Regions from separate parts of the Mus musculus genome. Here region 1 is linked to region 2. A link is a contact called in public Hi-C data. All regions are on one chromosome and are shown on one strand. The core of a region is the stretch at or near the end of the contact, and the rest is flanking DNA. Distances in the headings are between cores, read along the strand shown.

Region 1 (4,128 bases), core at 769-3,268, 260 kb before region 2:
TGACAGGAGTCAGGTGGGGAATTTAAGTTGGTGCTTCTCAGACACATATTTCCCCTATCCTTTGAGTTTATCAAGAGTCCACTCAGCCACGGATGCTTTGGGATCTCTCTGGTTCTGCCTTGTGAGAGATTGGCACCTATCTAGAAAATCAGATTTCATAGACAAAAACTGTACAGGAGATAAAACTACCTGGGTAGTTCTAAACCACTCAGTGGGAGTGATGTTTCCCCCTCCAGAGAGGGCTTCAAGCATGGAAACAGTAAAGGATGCCTTAGGACCTTAAGTTTTGACTGCAGTATTGAGATTCTTATGAGGCTTAAACTTTAATCTTTTATACTCTGTCATCTCTCTCAGCAGGGCCTTGGGATCTGTGGCAGCAGTCACATTTTCAGTTTCACTATCACTTGCTTTTTCATCCTCTTTGCCATTTTCTGTATCAGCAGTGTGGTCCTCTTCTGAGGAGGAAGCCTTGCTGTCACTCTGGCATGTTGACACAGGGAAAGCCAAGGATTTTCTCAAACTGACTCTCTGGGAGGTTTTATTAGAATGAGATTTTTTGGAGGCTTTGTTAGGGTGAGAATGAGGCGAGCTGGCCATCCCTCGAGCCTGATGGCCGCCAGAGATAGCAGGGAAATGGACCGGAGCCATCAACGGATCAGCGAAAACTGTCTGTCTCACAGACTCCTGAAGAGATGAGACCTCTGTAGAGAGATCAGCAAACTGTTTTTGTAAATTTAGGCCCTCTTTAAGTTCTGAAATTTGTTTAGATAGCTGATTCTTTGCCTGTGAAAGATATTAACCTTGTGGAGACTGCAGAAAGACCACGGGTGCACAAAGTTCAGGAGAGGAGGGATAAGGAGGGGGCCTAGAAAGTGCCACTGTGTTCGCAATGGGTGGCCAATCAGGGTTGCAATATCAGGCAGCCTCGTCCCCGAAATGACTCTCCTCAGAGGAACTTATCTTATTGTTGTGAGGTTTCTTAAAAATGGAGTTCTTTTAATTTTGGCTCACTGGATGCAGCTGCAGTGGTGGGCAGTTGAGGATAGAGGTGTTGGACAGGCTTTTTGGGGTGAGCAGCCGGGTCCTCTGGGGAAGACATATCAACAATAACGGAGGGGAATAGTGAGGGAGGTTGTGGCAACTGCAGGTCTGCAATCTTTACAGTGGACAAAGAAGCCTAGTGAGAAATTGGTTAAGGAAATCCTCAGCCAATTAAACAATCTTGCCTGCCTCAGTTGAGGATGACTTAATGACATCTCTAATAAGACCCCAATAACTAAAGTTCTGAGTAGGTACTGCATCTGGTCCTTCTTTATTTAAAAGTTCATTAAGATCATGTCCTACCTTTTCCCATTTAAGCAGATGAATCTCTGGTCCATCTATTATAAACCATTTATAGACTTGGGAGACAAAGATAAAATTTTTGTCAAATCATACTTTTTAACTCTATCTCCTCTTTCTCTGAGAGATTCTTTGAGATCCTTAATGAAGTGTGCTGCTTTAGAAAGTTCTTGGCCCATTTTATAGGATAGAGAAATGTAAACTCATCAAGAAAGACTTTCTCTCAGGAGCAGTGAGAGCACTCCTCAAAATGATTTCATAGCTTGTAGAGGTGACCTTCTCAGGAAAATGGGCTCCATCTGGCGAGGTTCTGTACCTCGGGCCCCATTTTTGGGCGCCACTTCTCCCGTTCCGTAGGACTCAGTCATTAGGGGGTCTGAGGGGGACCACGCACGAAAGAGAAATGGGCAAGAAAAAAGGAACAAGACCAAGCAATGATTGTCAAGGTCTGTTTATTGTGAGCAAGGCTACAGAATATAAGTGGTAAGAAGCAGGAAGTAAAGAGAGAGAAACTTGCCATGCCTTAGCCTGGGGGTGGGGGTGGGTCTGCATAAGATGTTATCTACTCTGAGTTTAGGGAACATTCTGTGGTTTTTCTCAGGAAGTTTGCAGGTACTATTATCTAATCTTGATGTTCTGTCAGCTGTTATTTCAAAAGGTCAGAATTTTCTCAAGAAGGGAGGGGAGTTTTGGATTATGGCTCAGTGTAGGTCTCCAACAACTGGAAGCTGTGTAACTAGAACAAATATATCTTGTGTGCTAGTTGGGTACTTCCTTGATATATGCTATTTATTTTGCACTTCAGATTTTTTTTCTATATGTTGCCATTTTGAATATTTTAGAAAAATTGAGATCATTGTGTTGAGGGGACAGCATCAAATAGTCAGAAAGCATTTACATTTTTTTTATATTTTGCTTATAGCCAATTTAGCTGCTCCTCATTCTCTGTGATGTGAGGAGTTGAAAACACTATTTTTAGACACATCCTTTCATTACTCTTTCTCTTCCTTGATAGACTGAAATCTATCTAAAACAACTATATAAAATAATATTGTCCTCTTAAGTGCTTCATATGAGTTCAATTCTCATGATAGAGATAGACATAAATAATCTAAATATACAATATTTATTAAAGTATGGGGCAACTCCTATAACTGTGAACTGATATATTGAACAGAATTTTGTATTTAAAAAATTATTGACTATAATATTATTTTTTTCCTAGTAAATGAGGGTCTAAACTCAAACAATATTTTCGTGAAATAATTATTCATGTGTCCCAGTATCTGTGATATATACACATAGTTTGGATAGGACAAAATACAGAGGAAGAGATAGATGATGAATGGATGATAGACCAAAAAAAAAAAAAAAAAGGCAGAAAGAGACATATCAAAGAAAGAGAATCAGAGATAAGTAGAGAGAGAGAGAGAGAAAGAGACATATAATATGATATATTAGAAACTTAGGGAGAGAGAGGCAGCACAGAGGTAGATATGTACAGAGCTGTTAAATTGCATATACATACACGCATACACACATGCATACATACATACTTACAGACATATAGACATACAAATATGCATACATATGCATATTTATATACATAGAAAGCAGAGAGACCTATAAACAGAGTAAGAAAACGAGACAATGAAGAAAATAAGATCCTTTTTAAGTTTATTATTGTTCTTATTTCCCCCACAACAATCCTTCCCCCTATACTCCCTACCATTCTTCTCTAAATGGTGGAGGCCTTCCTGGGTATGCAACCTCCCTGGCATATAATTCTCTGTGAGGCTGGGTACATCCTCTGCCACTGAGACTACACAAGGCATTCCAGCATTTAGAACATATTCCAATGACAGGCAATAGCTCTAGGGATAGCCCCCACTTCATTTGTTGGGGGACACATGGAGACAAAGCTTTTCATTTGCTACACATGTACAGGGAGGCCTATTTGCCACCCAGAATATTCTTTATTTTGTAATTCAGTCTTTGAGATATGCAAGGGTAGAGATTAGTTAACTCTGTCTTCCTGTTGATATCCTTTCCAATTAGATGCCCCAGACCTTCTTCCTGTTCTTCCATAGCTCCATATATCTTTTGACTGTGGATGTCGGCCCATGTCTGTGTCAGATGCTGTTTTGAGCCTCTCAAAGGACAGTTATGCTAGACTCCTGTCAGTAAATATATAATTAATTGTGTGAGAGTTAGGTACTTTCCCAGAGGATATGTGGGGAATTTCAGGCTGGTCTCCAGTGGAGGTGAGGTCTGAACCCCAATGGTCATAAATCACCTACATGACACGGTAGGTGTTCCCTCATGCTCCTGGAAAGCCAGCCCCTGCCTAAGGTACCACCTCCCACAACCCCCACAAGAGAACCATGGTCAGTATCACATAAGCAATGGCCCAAGCTTCTGACCTTCAGGCTAAACTCCTCCGCAGTTACCTAGCAACAGTGAAGACTATAAAAAGGGGTGCTCAGCCCACCCCTCATTCTCTTATTCCTTTGTTCTCTCACCTCTCTCTTCTCTCACATCTCTCTCATCTTCCCCTTCTCTTTTTCTTCTTTCCTCTCTTCTCTCTCTCTCCGTCTCTCTCTCTCTCTCTCTCTTTCTCTTTTCCTCCTTTCTACCTTCTCTCTTTCCCCTGTATTTCTATAATAAAGCTCTAAAACCATAGAGTCTCTGCTCTGCTCCTTCATGTTCCACTGTGAACTCTGGTGAGTGTTGGGAACTCTTTCCCTCTTCCCTTTCTCCCAAAACCATGGTCTCTCTAGCAAAGTA
Region 2 (4,117 bases), core at 669-3,168:
ATACGCTAGTTGGGTACTTGCCTTGATATATGCTATATATTTTGCACTTCAGACTTTTTACCAACATGTTGCTGTTTTGAATATTTAAAAACTTTGAGATCTTTAAATATTGAGGGGACAACAATCAATAGTCAGAAAGCATTGACAATTTTTTTATATTTTGCTTACAGACAATTTACCTGCTTCTCATTCTCTATGAGGTAAGGAGGTGAAAACACTCTTTTTAGTCTGATCCTTCCATTACTCTTTCTCTGCCTTGATAGACTGAAATCGATCTAAAACAACTAAATGAAATACTATTGTCCTCTTAAGTGCTTTATATGAGTTCATTTCTCATGACTGAGAGAGACATAAATAATCTAAATATAGAATATTTATTAAAGTATGGGACAACTCATATAACGGTGAACTGATATATTGATCAGAGTTTTGTATTCAAAAAAAATATTGACAATAGTATCCATTTTTATTCTTTCCTAGTAAGTGTGGGTCTAAACTTAAACAATATTGTTGTGGAATAATTAGTTCATGTGTCCCCAGTATCTCTGATATATACATATAAATATATGTGTGTGTGTGTGTGTGTGTGTGTGTGTGTGTGTGTGTGTGTGTGTACCTATATACATACATACTTTTTTGTTTTTCGAGACAGAGTTTCTCTGTATAGCCCTGGCTGTCCTGGAACTCACTTTGTAGACCAGGCTGGCCTCGAACTCAGAAATCCGCCTGCCTCTGCCTCCAGAGTGCTGGGATTAAAAGCGTGTGCCACCATGCCCAGATTCATATATTTTAGATATGCAAAATACAGAGGAAGAGATAGATGATGAATGGATGATAGATAGAAAAAAAGTCAGAAAGAGACAGATCAAAGACAGAGAGTCGGAGATAAGTAGAGAGAGAGGAAGAGACATGTAATTTGATATATTAGATATTTAGGGAGATGGAGGCAGCACACAGATAGATACATAGAGGGCTGATAAATGACATATATGTATATGCATACACACATGCATACATTCATAATTACATACAGACATATAGATATACAAATATGTATACCTTCACTTATGCATATTTACATACAGAGAAAGCAGAGAGACTGATAACAGAGAAAGAGAAACAGACAATGAAGAAAATAAGATCCTTTTTAAGTTTATTATTGTTATTATTTCCCCCTCAACAATCCTTCCCCCTATGCTCCCTACCATTCTTCTCTAAATGGTGGAGGCCTTCCTGGGTATGCAACCACCCTGGTGTATAAAGTCTCTGTGAGGCTGAATATGCCTTCTGCCACACACAAGGCATTCCAGCATTTAGAACATATTCCACTGACAAGCAATAGATCTAGGGATAACCCCCCCTTCATTTGTTTGAGGGACACATGGAGACAAAGCTTTTCATCTGTTACACATGTACAGGGAGGCCAACTTCCAGTCCATTAATATTCCTTAGTTTTTGATTCAGTCTTTGAGATCTGTAAAGGTAGAGATTAGTTAACTCTGTTTGTCTTCCTGATGATATCCTTTCCCATTAGATTCTGAAAACCTTCCTCCTCCTCTTCCATAGCACCAAATATGGTTTGGATGTGGATGTCTACATCTGTCTGAGTCAGTTGCTGTTTTGACACTTTAAAGGGACAGTTATGCTAGACTCCTGTCAGTAAATATATAATTAATTGTGTGAGAGTTAGGCAGGGGATGGGTCTCAAGTTGAGCTGGTTATTGTTTGGCAATCCCAAGATTAAAAATTTGTCAAATTTTCTTTTTAACTCTAACTCCTCTTTCCCTTAGAGAGGCTTTGAGATCCTTAATGAAGCTTGCCTCTTTAGAAAGTTTTCAGCCCATTTTAGAGGATGGAGAAATGTAAACTCATTCCCTCATGAGTGCTGAGAGCGCTCCTCAAAGCGACTTCATAGCTTGTCATGGTGACCTCAGGAAAATGGGTTCCATCCAGTGTGGGTCCGTACTTTGGACCCCACTTTTGCGCGCCACTTGTCCTGACCCGCAGGGAGGGGAGGGGAGGGGGTCCGAGGGGTCCGAGGGGTACCATGCCTGAAATAGAAATGGGCAAGAAAGAAGGGGCAAGACCAAGTAATGATTGTCAAGTTCTGTTTATTGTGAGCAAGGTTAAAGAATATAAGTGGTAAGAAGCAGGAAGTAAAGAGGGAAAAACTTGCCCATGCCTCAGCCCAGGGCAGGGGTGCTTCTGCATAAGATGCTATCTACTCTTAGCTCAGGGAACATTCTGTGGTTTTTCTCAGGAAGTTTGCAGGTACTATTATCTGATCTTGATGTTCTGTCAGCTGTTATTTCAAAAGGTTAGAAGTTTCTCAAGAAGGGAGGGGAGCTTTTGATTATGGCTCAGTGTTGGTCTCCAACAACTGAGAGGTATGGAGCTGTGTAATTAGAACAAATATATTTGGTGTGCTAGTTGGGTACTTGCCTTGATATATGCTATTTATTTTGAACTTCAGATTTTTTCCCTACATGTTGCCGTTTTGAATATTTTAGAAAAATTGAGATCTTTGAATATTGAAGGGACAGCAACAAATAGTCAGGAAGCATTGACTTTTTTTTTATATTTTGCTTATAGCCAATTTAGCTATAAATTGTATAAATTTAGCTATAAATTGATATTATATATCCTCATTCTCAGTAACATGAGGAGTTAGGAGCTAAAGGGATCTTCAACCCTGTTGGTGGAACAACATTATGAACTAACCAGTACCCCGGAGCTCTTGACTCTAGCTGCGTATGTATCAAAAGATGGCCTAGTCGGCCATCACTGGAAAGAGAGGCCCATTGGACTTGCAAACTTTATATGCCCCAGTACAGGGGAACGCCAGGGCCAAAAAGTGGGAATGGGTGGGTAGGGAAGTGGGGGGGAGGGTATGGGGGACTTTTGGGATAGCATTCTAAATGTAATTGAGGAAAATACATAATAATAAAAAATATTTTAAAAAAGAGAAAAAAAAACAACAAAAAATAACCCTCTTTTTAGTTGGATCCTTCCATTACTCTTTCTCTGCCTTGATAGAATGACTATCTAAAACAACTCTATATCATGTGTCCCCAGTATCTGTGATATATACATATAGCTTGGATAGGAAAAAATACAGAGGAAGAGATAGATGATGAATGGGTGATAGACAGAAAAAAAAATCAGAAAGAGACAGATCAAAGACAGAGAGTCAAAAATAAGTAGAGAGATAGAAAGAGACATGTAATATGATATATTAGATACTTAGGGAGAGAGAGGCAGCACAGAGATAGATATGTACAAGGCTGATAAATTACATATACATACATGCATACACACATGCATACATACATACTTACATACAGACATCTAGACATACAAATATGCATACATTCACATATGCATAGACATTCACATCTGCAGAGAAACCTGAAAGACCTATAATAACAGTAAGAGAAACAGACAATGAGGAAAATAAGATCCTTTTTTAAGTTTATTATTGTTATTATTTCCCCCTCAACAATCCTTCCCCCTATCCTCCCTACCATTCTTCTCTAAATGGTGGAGGCCTTCCTGGGTATGCACCCACCCTGGCATATAGAATCTCTGTGAGGCTGGGTACACCCTCTGCCACTGAGACTACACAAGGCATTCCAGCATTTAGAACATATTCCAATGACTGGCAATAGCTTTAGGGAGAGCCCCCATTTCACTTGTTGGGGGACACATAGAGACAAAGCATTTCATTTGTTACACATGTACAGGGAGGCCTACTTCCAGCCCATGAATATTCTTTATTTTGTGATTCAGTCTTTGAGATGTGCAAGGGTAGAGATTAGTTAACTCTGTTTGTCTTCCTGTTGATATCCTTTCCAATTAGATACCCCAGACCTTTCTCCTGTTCTTCCATAGCTCCATATATCTTTTGACTGTAGATGTCTGCCTCTGTCTGTGTCAGTTGCTGTTTTGAGCCTCTCAAAGGACAGTTATGCTAGACTTCTCTCAATAAATATATAATTAATTGTGTGAGAGTTAGGTACTTTCTTAGGGGATGCATGGGGAATTGCAGGCTGGTCGCCAGTCAAACTGAGGTCTGAACCCCAATGGTCATAATTCACCTACATGACACAGTAGGTGT

What was found. A called contact is a pair of places that touch in the nucleus more often than the background predicts.
Region 1: a Hi-C map of the G1E-ER4 cell line shows a contact between it and region 2, with 4 times the contacts expected there. The contact joins two enhancer-like sites. A contact is called at or near these places in 5 of 484 Hi-C or Micro-C datasets (CD4 T cells, the G1E-ER4 cell line and Th2 cells) and 1 of 115 datasets of contacts at active chromatin or transcription factors (thymocytes).

The regions. Positions count from the first base shown.
Region 1 is chr17:18,716,246-18,720,373 of GRCm38.p6, reverse strand. No RefSeq gene overlaps it. Among named protein-coding and RNA genes, the nearest start is that of Vmn2r96, 140 kb to the right of the region's middle. Within about 2 kb of position 2,018, at least 12 of the 459 cell types and tissues checked have an H3K27ac peak or open chromatin away from gene starts, as enhancers often do. A contact at or near this core is called in the G1E-ER4 cell line and Th2 cells, where this site is marked.
Region 2 is chr17:18,456,527-18,460,643 of GRCm38.p6, reverse strand. No RefSeq gene overlaps it. Among named protein-coding and RNA genes, the nearest start is that of Vmn2r95, 34 kb to the right of the region's middle. Within about 2 kb of position 1,918, at least 17 of the 459 cell types and tissues checked have an H3K27ac peak or open chromatin away from gene starts, as enhancers often do. A contact at or near this core is called in the G1E-ER4 cell line and Th2 cells, where this site is marked.